3 separate regions of the Triticum aestivum genome follow, and regions 1 and 3 are each linked to region 2. A link is a contact called in public Hi-C data. All regions are on one chromosome and are shown on one strand. The core of a region is the stretch at or near the end of the contact, and the rest is flanking DNA. Distances in the headings are between cores, read along the strand shown.

What was found. Hi-C and Micro-C count contacts between places; a contact is called where the count stands out from the background.
Region 1: a Hi-C map of leaf shows a contact between it and region 2, with 3 times the contacts expected there. The contact joins the promoter of LOC123126338 here to the enhancer-like site in region 2. A contact is called at or near these places in 2 of 5 Hi-C or Micro-C datasets (both in leaf).
Region 3: a contact with region 2 is called in a Hi-C map of leaf, with 7 times the contacts expected there. The contact joins the promoter of LOC123126320 here to the enhancer-like site in region 2. A contact is called at or near these places in 3 of 5 Hi-C or Micro-C datasets (all in leaf) and 1 of 1 datasets of contacts at active chromatin or transcription factors (leaf).

The regions. Positions count from the first base shown.
Region 1 is chr1B:389,085,112-389,089,472 of IWGSC CS RefSeq v2.1, forward strand. It overlaps LOC123126338 (probable xyloglucan endotransglucosylase/hydrolase protein 29), which reads left to right and starts at 2,725. Exons shown (of 3, transcript XM_044546697.1): 1 at 2,725-3,021; 2 at 3,180-3,280. The coding sequence starts at 2,841.
Region 2 is chr1B:388,732,608-388,736,943 of IWGSC CS RefSeq v2.1, forward strand. No RefSeq gene overlaps it. Among protein-coding and RNA genes, the nearest start is that of LOC123091596, 310 kb to the right of the region's middle. Within about 2 kb of position 2,999, at least 4 of the 8 cell types and tissues checked have an H3K27ac peak or open chromatin away from gene starts, as enhancers often do. A contact at or near this core is called in leaf, where this site is marked.
Region 3 is chr1B:388,260,720-388,265,240 of IWGSC CS RefSeq v2.1, forward strand. LOC123126320 (probable inactive shikimate kinase like 2, chloroplastic) reads right to left here and starts at 1,732. Exons shown (of 7, transcript XM_044546685.1): 1 at 1,521-1,732; 2 at 1,254-1,448; 3 at 1,006-1,067; 4 at 759-825; 5 at 560-678; 6 at 310-486; 7 at 1-98. The coding sequence starts at 1,618. It overlaps LOC123126286 (lysine-specific demethylase JMJ706), which reads right to left. Exons shown (of 10, transcript XM_044546651.1): 7 at 4,341-4,521; 8 at 3,933-4,258; 9 at 3,598-3,852; 10 at 2,484-3,291. The coding sequence ends at 2,806.

The sequences.
Region 1 (4,361 bases), core at 1,475-3,974, 350 kb after region 2:
GATTGAGCAATTCCGACCTATCTGTCTTCTCAATGTTAGTTTCAAAATTTTTACCGAGGTCGGGACGAATAGGCTCACACAGATTGCGCATACCGTGGTGCAAGCTACTCAGTCTGCTTTCATGCCGGATAGGAACATCCTCGAAGGAGTTGTGGTCCTGCATGAAACGCTCCATGAGATCCACACGAAAAAACTTGATGGTGTTGTTTTCAAGGTGGATTTCGAGAAAGCGTACGGCAAAGTCAAATGGCCTTTCCTTCAACAAGCACTCCAAATGAAGGGTTTTGATGAAGCATGGAGGAGACAAGTGGAATCCTTCACGCAAAAAGGGAGTGTTGGAATTAAAGTGAATGACGATATAGGCCATTATTTCCAGACACACAAGGGCCTGAGACAAGGTGATCCAATGTCTCCTATTCTCTTCAATATTGTCGCAGACATGTTGGCAATCCTGATAGGTAGGGCAAATGAAGCCGGTCAAGTAGGTGGCTTGGTGCCGCATCTTGTTGATGGTGGTGTGTCCATCCTGCAGTACCTGCAGTACACTGATGATACAATTATCTTTATGGAGCATGACTTGGCAAAAGTGAGAAATATGAAGCTGGTGTTGTGCCTTTTCGAGCAATTGACCGGCCTGAAGATAAACATCCATAAGAGTGAGTTGTTCTGTTTTGGGAGAGCCAAAGAGGAACAAGATGCTTATAAGCAATTGTTTGGTTGTGAAGTGGGAGCACTTCCGTTCACTTACCTGGGTATCCCCATCCATCATCGTAAGTTGACAAATAGCGAATGGAAGTGTATTGAGGATCGGTTTGAGAAGAAACTGAGCTGCTGGAAGGGAAAACTCATGTCGTATGGAGGCCGATTGATTCTCATTAACTCGGTGCTCACGAGTCTGCCTATGTTCCTTTTGTCCTTTTTTGAAGTTTCTGTTGGAGTCAGGAAAAGACTGGACTTCTATCGATCCCGTTTCTTCTGGCAGAGTGATGAGCTTAAGAGGAAGTACCGTTTAGCCAAATGGGACGTCATCTGCCAACCGAAAGACCAAGGGGGTCTAGGTGTTGAGAATCTTGAGGTTAAGAACAGATGCCTCCTCAGTAAGTGGCTTTATAAGTTAGCAGCTGAGACGGATGCAACTTGGGCGCAGCTTTTGCGTAATAAGTATTTGCACTCAAAGACTTTGTCGCAGGTGACAGTCAGTCCGACTGACTCGCCGTTCTGGAAAGGGCTTATGAGAGTCAAAGCTACTTTCTTTAATAGAACAAAGTTTATTGTTGGTGATGGCAATAGTACTCACTTCTGGGAGGATACTTGGCTGGGGGAAGCGCCGCTGGCGCTTCAGTATCCTTCGTTATATCGTATTGTGCAACGACGAGATGCTCTGGTTGCAACGAGTTTGCAGTCCAACCCCTTTAATATTCAGTTTAGGAGGGTGCTTGTTGGAGATCAGTGGGAAGCTTGGCTTCATCTGGTGAGTAGACTGATGGAGGTTCAGCTTACTCACCAGCCCGATCAGTTGTGCTGGAAGCTTACTACTTCTGGGGAATTCACAGTCAAGTTGATGTACCTTGACGTCATCAATTCTAGTGTTATTCCTAGTTCCATACATGTTTGGAAAGTTAAGGTTCCGCTAAAAATCAAAGTGTTTATGTGGTTTATACATAAACAAGTTATCTTAACGAAAGATAATTTGGTTAAGCGCAACTGGACAGGCTCTACTAGGTGTAGTTTCTGTGATCGGGATGAAAATATCAAGCACCTTTCTTTGATTGCCCGTTGGCGAGGGTTCTGTGGCGCTCGGTACAAATTGCCTTTAACATTACTCCTCCGAGTTCAGTCGGGTCGTTATTTGGAACGTGGCTTGTTGGGATAGAGTCCGAAACAGCTAGACAAATTCGAGTAGGAGCATGTGCGTTGTTATGGGCAATCTGAAACTGCAGAAATGATTTGGCTTTTAACAGAACATCAACTATCTATTTTTTGCAGGTTTTATTCCGGATTACTGCGCTAATCCGTATGTGGTCCTTACTCACTCCGATGGAGGCCAGGGAGCGTTTGGTTACTGGATCTCTCCGGTGGGAGATGGTAGCGCGGGATATCTTCAACCGGTTTGGATGTCGGTCATGTAATAGGATAGACGATTAGTTTACCTATCCATAGTTTGCCAGCCGGTTGTGGCTTTTGGGCCTTTTTGGTCTTTGTTTCTATTGCTCTTTGTGAGCTATCATTTTGTTGCAGACTGCAAGACATTGTTGAACTACTTTATTTTTATAATAAATGTAACCGTATGCATCGTTCTGATGCAGAGGCCGGGGAGTCCCCTTTTCAAAAAAAAATGTACGTAACAATAGCCAGTCATTTACCATCAAATGGACGTTTTCGTTGCGTATTTACAATAGCCAGTATGAAGCAGATGAATAAATGGATCCTCTAGATTAGGCTGTCCGCTTTAACACACTCCGGGATAGATGTCACATGATTTGTTGCCGAAAAAGAACCTTAGGGATGCATGAGAATAGGTTCAAAAATCTGTTTAAAAAAGAATAAGTTCAAAAAAAGATGTATTATTAGCATTTTTGTTTGGTCAAATATAAGCATTATTAGAGATAGTATAATACTCCGGGCCCACAAGTCGGCGTAGCCCGCCGGCGGCTCCGCCAAAAAGGAACTTGAACCCAATCGCATCGTCTCGACAAAGGAAACATAAGATGACATGACATGCATATATATCGACACACAGGCACGCCACACGGACACAGAAATACATACACGCATAGCGCAGCGGCTGCCTCCTGGGTGCAGGATCGAGCTCCGTCGATCCATCGGACCAGCGAGTTGCCATGGCAGCAGCCAGTGCTCTTCTCATGGCGGCTCTCGCGGTCTTCGCCGCGGCCGCCGCGGCGGCGCTGGACACGTCGCCGGTGCCGTTCGACGCCGGGTACGCGCCGCTATTCGGGGGCGACAACCTCGTGCGGTCGGCGGACGGCCGGAGCGTCACGCTCAAGCTGGACCGATACACCGGTAAGTAATTCAATCAATGGAACAGTACGTATTTCCGATACCCGTTTACATACCCCGATCGCGATCAAAGTCGATTTGGTTTTCGGCAGTTATTTGATCGCTCCATCGATCGAGAACCCGATAATTATATTCCAAACTAAGTGAGTGTGACGATGCAGGGTCTGGGTTCATATCCAAGTCGGCCTACCGCCATGGGTTCTTCGGCGCTTCCATTAAGCTGCCGGCCGACTACACCGCCGGCGTCGTCGTCGCCTTCTACGTACGTGCCCCAGCCTAGGCCCCCTGTTCCAGTTTGATCCTTTTATTTACTTGCTTCGTTCGATCGATTAATCTGCTGGGTCACTTGATATTTCGACATGACTAAGCCTAGAAATCAACTCTACTTACGCTGGTGACTGGTCTAGGTAGATCGATGACCATACATGTCCTATGAATTACCCAGTGATCCACAACACACTCCGCTTGCTTGTCCGCGAACAGCACCACAAATCCACCGGGCGGAACCGTGTAAAGTGCTGCTGCTCGTTCTTGTCCATCGAAATGGCTGAACAAGTGTGGCTGCGTACCACGCGGCGGGAAGGGAGGAGAAATTCCGTCTACTTTCCCCTCTGCGTGGTGCAGTGCACACCGGTCAGCATCATGTCGATCGCTTTCGCTTTAGCACCGCCCTAACACCGGTCGTGCTAGGTAGGCGTACACGAAACACCCATCCGCCATCAGCCCAAGAAAAAGAAGATATGCGCGATATATACTAAGCTATTGGTGTAGAAATGGACGTCCATCATCTTGGCGTGCGTCGACCAATTGCCCTGCAGTATGGGTAATCTATCGGTCTAAGCTAGCTCGATCCATCTCGGGTGGTTGCATTGCATTGGTGGGATGTGTCGACATCGATGGCTAGCAAGCTAGCTTTTCTGGCCTGATTTTATTACCCTACTCGGCCCGAACAACGCTAGTGAGGCTGAGTGACGGTTTGTTAATTCCATCTCTTTTTGTTCACTTCAAGAAAGAAATTTATGCTCGGCCCTGGTGCACCTTCACATGGTGGGTGATGTCGACATCGATGGCTTGCTTTCAAGGCCTAGAAAAAAAATCTTGGCCATCGGTTGCCCTATCTGGCCCAAACAACCCAACAGTACTGATTCATATCTTTGTTATGATCATTATTACCCCTCAAAAAATATATGTTATGATCATTATTATTTCTCAAAAAAAAGTTATGATCATTATTTGTCTTCCCAAATTATGACAGAAATGAAGAAAGCAAACACGTATACCGGAGAAATAAAATGTTATACTGAGGATTCAGGCATGCACCTTTGATTGGCATGCATGATTAG
Region 2 (4,336 bases), core at 1,749-4,248:
GCAGCAGCAGCGGCAGAGGAGGAGGAGGCATGGGCGCGACGCGCGGCGCACTGCACAGTAGGTAAAATGAAGAAACAGTAGGAGGGATCGCAGGCGGATCCGTGGGCGGGGCGGGAGCAAAGCAAATCTTGCGCGGAGACGACGAGAAGCCTCGCCCTCGTGTCTCGCAGCCGGAGCGAATTCCGCAGACGTGCCCCCCACGCGTCCGTCCGCCCGTCCGTGCAAAACTGAGGCCCCAACTTCACCGCGCGACCTCAAACGGACGTCCGGTTTGACCGGATTTTGTTCCTTTGAGGCGTCGATGGATTCGTCCATGTCCGCTTTTGTCCGATGGGTCGTGGATGCGTCCAACGCGCGGCCGCACCCCAAAACCTGTCTGGGATGGACTGAATAAAAAAAAATTAAAAACTAAATGATATGACTAAAAAAGTAAATAAACTTAGTTAAAAAAACATAAAATATATATATAGGGGTTACGGCCATAAAACGGCCCAGTTTGTCAGTCCACTTAACGGCCCAGTTCGTAATTAACATAAAGCAAAAAAGAAAAACGGCTCCCCGCGCGCTCCTGCTCCTGCCGCGCCCGTCGATGCCGTGGCCGACGCCGCTCACTGACCGTCGGTGTCATCGTCGTCGCTGACCAGGTCGACGTAGGCCGGCGGCGTCCAGAGATGGGCCGGCGATGCGTGGTAGACGGGGGCTGGCTGGACAGCGGGAGGTGCCTGCACCACCTCCTCCCGCGGCGACGCCTCCCGCTCCGGTGACCGCGGCGGCGTGGGGCGCCAGTTCACGCCCACGACGTCGGCCATCTCTTCTACCGTGCACGACCAGCCCCACCCCTGACCAACCAGGGCCGGGTGGAACGCGGCCACCGGCGGCTCCTCCACCTCCTCCTCCTCCTTCGCCACAATCTCGAGCTCGGGGATGGCGACCTCGCCGGTGGCAGAGCGGGCCATCATCTCCTCGAGGCCCTCCCACTGGCGCTCGTCGTGCGTGCGCATGGAGTCCTTCATGACGCACGCAACGAGACGGGCCTCCTCCTCCTCCGTCATGCGAGGAGGTGGTGGTGGCGATGGAGACGGCGAAGGCGACGGCGTGGGCGTGACGCCACGCACCCGCCTACGCCCGCGCACCTGGGGAGCAGGCGCTGCGCGCTCCTGTCGTGGCCGCCGCGTCCCCGTCGAGGTGCCGGCGAAGAACGACGCGTGCCTGGTGTCGTGCTCGTCACGAAACCAGGTGTCCCAGAGCCCGGAGTCGGGGGCGTACCTGACGTTGTAGAAGAGGTCGTCGGGGAGGAGGCGGCGGCGGCGCTCGATCTCCTCGTCGCGCGCACGGCCGCTCGTCGGGACCGGCGGGATGGGGACCCGGTCGGCGGAGAGATGCCAGTTATTGGGGAGATGGACGTCGCTCCAGGGGAGCGGCGTCCTCGTCTCCCAATAATGGCGGCACACCGACGCGCGGATGTAATGTTGGTCGCGCTCGCCGGCGGACGTGGGCGCGATGGAGAAGGCGGGCGGCGCGGGGGCCCGCGCGTGGTGGCGATGGCGACGCGGGCTCCTCTTTCTTCACCGAGCCGCGGCGGCGCCCCGACGAGGAACCAGCCTCGCTGTCGTGCTTGCCTTTGCGGCCGTAGTTTCAGAGGCCCATGGCTGCGGGCGGCCGGCCGGCGAGTTTTTTGGCTAGGTTTTGGGAGCAGGCGCTGCCGCGTTTCGAGGAGGCCGCGGGGTGGCGTGGGACAGTGTGGACGCGACCCGTCCAAGCTTCCCACGTAAAGAAGGACGGCGACCGTCCGACGTGTGGATGACAGGTGGGGCCGCCCGCTCGTGCGCATTGATGTTGGCCGGGTGGGAGGTAGGTGGCCGCCTGCCACGCGGCCCCGACGCGGACGAGGCACGCGTCCGTTTGGTGTCCGCCGCGACCCAAATTCGGCGCAAGTTTGCGCTCGAAATGGATCGGCCCGGACACAAAACGGACAGGATAGGTTCGGGCCGTCCCGCACTGGGACGCCTCATTTGTTCCTTTTACCCCAAACGGACAGGATAGGGGCGCGCGGTGTAGTTGGCGTGAGGCCGAGGGCGCAACGTCAAGCGCATGGCCTACTGGCTACTGCTGCTGCTACCTCGACTAGCCCAGGATTCAGAGCTGTAGCTAGCATGTGTCCACGCCACCTCCTCCTCCTGCTACGTGCGTGCAGCGGCGGTCAGGGACAGACCCGAGGGCCGAGGCGTGCAGGTGCAGGCAGGGGCAGCAGGTTGCGCTGCACCTGGCAAGTTGCCATGATTCCCCCCATCGCTTAATCCCATCCCCCCTCTGTCTTTATCTCTTTATTTTTTCCGCCCGGGCGGCGCCATCATCCCCTATTGTTTGCTTCAGCTTCTAGTGCTACTAGTAGCAGTAGTACTATCACCTAGCTATAGCTATAGGTAGCTGTTGGCATGTCTGGCCGTCCTTGTCCAATTGGAGGCAAGGCAACGAAACCAAGCAATGTGATCCAGATGACATGCGATGTCCGCTGCCCAGGGCAGGGCAGGGCCAGCGGGGAGATTCCCCGGGCATTTCATTGTGAGCCATTTCTTTCTTTGCCCGGGGCGACCGTGACGCCGATGCCGATGCCGCCGCCGCCCGCCCGCACATGACGGCCCGTGGTTTAGTTTTGGTTTTGGTTCTGGTTCTGGTTCGGTCACGGCAGTGATGCAGGGGCAAAGGCGCGTCAACCTCCCCGACGGAGCGTGACGAGGCGCTTTTGGGTTTCCCTGGCCCTGGAAGCGACGGATCTCTCGGGCACCCGTATCCCGCCCCCGTGTGGATGGAGTGGTCGCCGTCGATGTGGACGCGCCGGTGTCCTTTTGGTCATCGCCACGGGCCTGCCCTTTACCTGCGTACGTGTACGAAAAGTCCGACCTTTTGCGTCCAGGCTCGGTCCAGAAGGTACTACACGGACGTAGTGAGATTCTCTCGTCCCCCCCACATCCCGTGTGGCCTGTGAGTCTGGCTGCCTGCATATCAACACCGTGCACGGCTTTGGCCGCTGGCTCGACCCGTCGCGGTGTGGGGCACCTACCCACACCTAGCTCTAGCTGCACCGGTCAATGTCGAGATGCGCAAGGATAGACTTCACCATTTCCCATGGTATTACGGCCCTTCGCCAGCGTGCTATTATTATCAGTACCGGTCAATGGCAGGTTAAACGGACGCGAACGCGCGTTGAAGCGTTCTACGCTGACTTATAAAAGTCAGTCAGGTGGGAAACCCCTCCCTGCGAAAAACTGTGACAGTTTGGGACAGGAATTTTGCTTCACACTTCCGTGCCAAGTGAGGCGTTTTGAAACTTTTCGGTTAAAAAAAGCTGATTTTTTTTCATACAAGTAAACAAGGATGAAATATTTTGGGATGTGTATGTGTGTAGAATTTTGGGATGAAATATTTTAAAATGCGATCTGTACAAAAGAAGACAAATTAATGACCTGGGACGATGAATAGTATCATGTGTTAAAAATGCCCAGATTTGTCTTGTTTGCACAGCCCTAATTTTAAAATATTTTGTTTTGAAAATTTACACACTTATGCATTATGCCTCCAGGTATAAGTATATATTTTTTCAGAATCTTTCGAAATGTAAAAATATAAATTTTGATGATTTTTTTTTAACTGGCCTCATTGGGGCTCGGACTCCAAAAGGGAGTTTCGCTCCATGCCCCGCTATGTTTTTATAGAGATCTTTCTGTTCGAAAGGAAAAATAAATATATATATTTTTAGCAAAGGATAAATAAATAAATGACACCACCAACGAATACTTTATGGGACCTGCACAGCGACTGATCGTTAGGCGTTCAACTGAACCAGGCCGACCCGTTCCGGTGCATTTTGTATATGACGCTCATTTCGTATACGAGAGCTGGGCGCGGAGTGGGCTGGCCCATTTAGCAGCGTAGCGTAGGTTTTGCTGGAACTTTTTCCTTTTTTGGTTGATTTCTTTTACTGAGTTTTCCTGTTTCTTTTGTTTTTTTACTTATCCTTATTTACTTTTACTAGTACAAATGCCCGTGCATTGCACCCGGCAAAATATTAAATATAACTTGCTCCACATGCAATTGTGAAACACATTTTTAACCCAATTATTGCAAACGTCAGAAATAAGGTTACACCAAGTATTTCTTTTTGGTATGAAATAGTCTTTCAATCAATTTTATTTTTTGTTGTTCGGAAAAACATGAATATTTCTTTTGTTTTGAGAAGGTGTTTTTTTATTAATTTCAACAATATTTTTTAAAATGGAATCATTTTTATGGTGACGAACATTTTTTTGCAATATAATATTTCATTTTTAATTTGTTT
Region 3 (4,521 bases), core at 482-2,981, 470 kb before region 2:
GTTGGTGGGCGGGGCATCTGATTGAGGATCCCAGCCGGGTGGCTCGATGTTTGGCCAGTCCCCTCGACAGCCTAGCCTGATGTAAAGGCTCTTCTTCCCTGCCATTCCAACACTGATGTCAATTTTCTTGCAGATATGCACCTAATGAAAGGGAATCTAAGGCGCTGTTCGCTCCACAACTCCGCAAGCGGAGTTGGCGGAGCTGCAGTTCAAAACGGTGGAGTTGCAGTTTCCCCGCTCCGCAGACTCCGGGAGTGCGGTGATTACCAAACAGGGCCCAAATGTAGCATGAGGCGGCTGGTGTTTTACCTGCTAGCTTCTTGTCTGCCAAGGTGAGCTGCTTCAAGGCAACAAGGCAGCCCTGTGCCACAGCCCGCGTGTACTCCGGGTCCCATCCACCCAGCTTCACCACCACATCCGCCTTTGCATAAGCCACGCTCCCAGTGCTAACGCTTCTCCGGGCTTCCTCTTTGGCAGAGGCTTCATCTGCACGCATAGCAGCAGGTCAGCACGGAAGAACCAAACAATCATCAACCAAGCGAAAGGCTTCCTTCCTCACCACCGGCCTCCGACACCGACAACCACACTGTGAACCCGGAGTGAAGATACTGCCATTTGTCGAACCTGCTCGCTGCTCCTTGCTTGCCACCCAGAGTCGCTACCACGGTACGGACATGGCTGCAACACACACATTTTTAGCATGGCAAGTGATCAACCAAAGCAAGCCAAGAAGCTCCCAAAAATAGAGAAAACTCGACCTGCTAAGGCTTTCTAGGACAACACACTCCGCTTCAGCTACAGAGTCCACTCCTTCCGAGGCCGCCCCTACAGGTAATACATGTAGTTAACTCACTGCAGCGGCAATGATCTACTCCCTCCGCCCATAATGTAAGACGTTTTTTTACACTAATATAGTGTTAAAAAACGTCTTATATTATGAGACGGAGTAGTATGTTCTATTTTAGCACCGAAATGAATACGTATTTTAGCACCAAAATGACGTACAGGTATCAACAGACTTTTGAGTGGCACTCTCTAGCAGCTCACTTGTGCAAACTGGAAGATACCTGCAAACACGCAGCTAAACACATTTCAGGGGCCTCATCTGCTGTAGAACCAACAATTGTGGTAGTATCTGTGGCAGCGAATCTAAGAGTAGGACATATATCTATATATTGGTAAAAAAAAGGCGCAGCAGAAACAAGGATGCAATTGGTCAAGTAGTTTCTGTAATAGCACAGCGATGCACGCACCCGATGCCCTCAGCGATCTCTTTGGCGACCGCCTCATTGATATCCGTGGAGTCGCCAACTATGTGAACGCTAATACCTGCCAATAACTGTGTGATCCCAGCAGTGAGAGATTTCCAGGATTCATCAATGTCGGGCCATTTCAGCTCTTGCTCGACTTTCTTCAGATTCACCACCAACTGATCCTCATCGATGAACCTGTAACAGTGTAACGAGTCAACAGATGAATCCTCACAGGCAAGAGCCCGCTACTGAGCTAGCAGTACATACCATATCGTCTCAGAAGACTTAACCCTGTCGAATAGCGTGCCGACATTCATCAAAGTCCTCAGTGTTCCATCAGACTTGGCTCTGATGAGCAGGGACATGTCATCGACGTCAACAAAAACATCTCTTGAACTCTCGATGCCAAGCTTTCCAATGTCCAGTCTCAGCTCCACCTCTCCGTTTGTATCGGTGAACTATAGGGACACAGATAACCTCAGCTGATTATTTTCAACGACATGACAAGCTCCAGATTTTCCAACATTATGTCGTGTCTAAAAGATGGAGTGGATTCACAAAGGGGGAGTTTGCAGTACATTAATGAACAAATATCCAACTCCGATATGCTCATAGGAGCTTTCAGAGACTAGTTAGACATGTGGTTCAGGGCTATTTAATTTAACTAGTGAACTACGCTATATGAAGCGTGAAAGACATCCCATAGAATCATAGCATGTCATCTCCCGAACAAGAAACATGCGGTACCATACTCCCGCAATGGAAGTATTATATGGTGGGTGTTTTGTTCATGATTAACATCTCAGCACAGACAGAGAATGCAAAAAATGTGTCGCCTGTTTATTTTGATTTGCTTTGTGTAGACGCGTTTCATGGGGTATGCAGGACTGTATAATGGGGGAGCCAGCAAACTGGAAGATGGTACAATCGCAGATCGAAGAAGAGATTAAGCATATGCTTTGGGTTCTCTGAATAATCCCCTCGTGTTCTTCTTTTATACCGGAGTATAACAATAATAGGGTTGATTATAAAATCATGTGCTGCACACTAAGTGCTCCTTTGTACGCTCTTATTTTTCTTTACAGAGTAGTAAGTTATCGCCAAGGTAGTAATTTCAAGATCTCTATCATGTGTCAGTAATGGCACCGTGAGGTGACAGAATTGGGAAAAGAGATAGGTGGCTCCAGCAGCAGGAGTGCCCGCGCAGAAGCAGATAAGGTACACAGCTGCTAAGCAAAAGAAAACACTTGCAGAATGGAGAGGCCCAGTTCCGTCACAGGCAATACAGGCATCAAAGAGCAGCCAGCAAGCGGTGACTCAGAGGAAGCCTCTAAACAACGTGATGAACAATCGTCTTGTCTTCTAATAACCGTGTGCCTACCTAGGCCGGCCTCAAATTGGAGGCCCTGCTGCACAAAGAATGGATTAACCAAGCAATCAGCCCTATCCTCCTCTCCTTTCTAAACACAGTCAGTCAGCATCTGTGCTAACCAAAATGCAAGAGAATTGAGTCCTATCTGTCGAGGTTGTTAGCACCTGAGAGTCGGCTACCCTAAATCGTATGCCAAAACCCAGGTGGCTTGTCATCCACTGCAAATCTCTGGCCTGAACTGCCCTGCTGCTGCTGCTGCTGCTGCTCGACCAGCCTGTTGGCGCTACGAGGCAACCGGATCTTCACCCGCTTTGGCCGGACCTCTGAGGAGGCTGCGTCTTTAGTTGCCTCCGCGAACTGCTGCTGGGAACAGCTGCTGGCAGATGGATACACCTTCGACTGCTGCTGGGAACAGCTGCTGGTAGATGGATACACCTTGGACTGCTGCGCGGCATAACTGGCGTCGCCTTGTTGAGCTTCCAGCTGCCGCAGCTTCATCCTCCAGGCAATGGGAACCATGTCCTCTCTATCTTCCTCAGAAGAGGCAGAATTTGACTTATTGTGCCTCATACTAACTGAGGGAACTGAAGTACGCGCAGAGTATTCTTCAGGTCGCTTATTGTCATGTTGTGTTTCTGGGGATGCCTTCTTCAGCCGCTTCAGAACCTGAGTAAACAGTATTTATATATATCAGAAACAAAATATGCAGTGTAACAAACCTACACAAAATCCATGGATTCTCAGTTGCTTCTCAATTACCAATCACGCGTTCAGTAACCTATAATATGATACACGCCTAAGCCTAACAATTTATCAGCACATGAGGTAGGCAAGGAAGCAGCAGTTCACCAGGCTGGCAGTGACAAAAATAATCAAAATTGTGGCTACAGGGTCAGATGCGCGAGTAAAAATAGATTGGCTTCCTCTCTTTGAGAATCTGTTCCAAATTTCGTGGATCAAACTGGAGCATACCTTCTGTTCAGAGAAGTTTGTTGTCTCTGTGTCAGGAGCAGGTCTTCCTAATATGCTGGATCTGCGCTTGACTCGGAAGATTTCAGAATCAGAATCAGAATTGCCACTATATTCCATGGGTGAAGCATTGCAGGAACTAATTTCATTGCAAACATCAGCCATGCAGGATGAATTGCCACCATTTCCATCCACTGACGATGTTTTTACGGACAGCTTAGTAATTGACCAAATTTGGTCGGTTCGAGCTGCATGGACCTGAAAAACAACAGTATCGTTACCTCAAACTGAAAGACAACAGTTGGAAACAAGATTTGATACGAGTGCGGTAAACTGACCTTTGGTTCTGCAGGCAGAGACCCATCACGATGTGCAAAAGATGTCAACGTTGAAGTTGCAGGAGAGCTCTTTCCACCGTCAGCAGCATTTGCTTCTAGCAAGTTTGCTTCACTGTTGCTTATGTCCTGGTTAGTCCCAACTGATGGACCATGATAGACACCAATATCAGAAATCGCAGCTTGCTTATACGAGACATTAGCACTTGTTTCCTTATCCAGGCGAATATCCTGCTCGAATTTTCTATATAGAGCCTCTAACTCCAGTATGTCCTCTCTGACGTAGACAATCCGGTCAGATTTACAAGAGCAGCTCCGCAGTTCTTGTTCTGTACTCCAACAAACAAACAGTCAGATAAAATACAAACTTCAGGGGAAGGCTAGAGAAACAGCAATGTCAGGATTTCCTACCATGATGAAGGCAGATAGGATCAAAGGTGCATCCGCATGACACATGTGTAACATAGCAATCACGCCGGCACATGCTACAGGATAGGTTCGAATACATTTTTGGCTTGTAGTATATCTGAGAACCCATTTTAGCGAGTAAGCTGCGTGTGCGCCGCTGCAGTCGCATCAACCTCACAAAGGA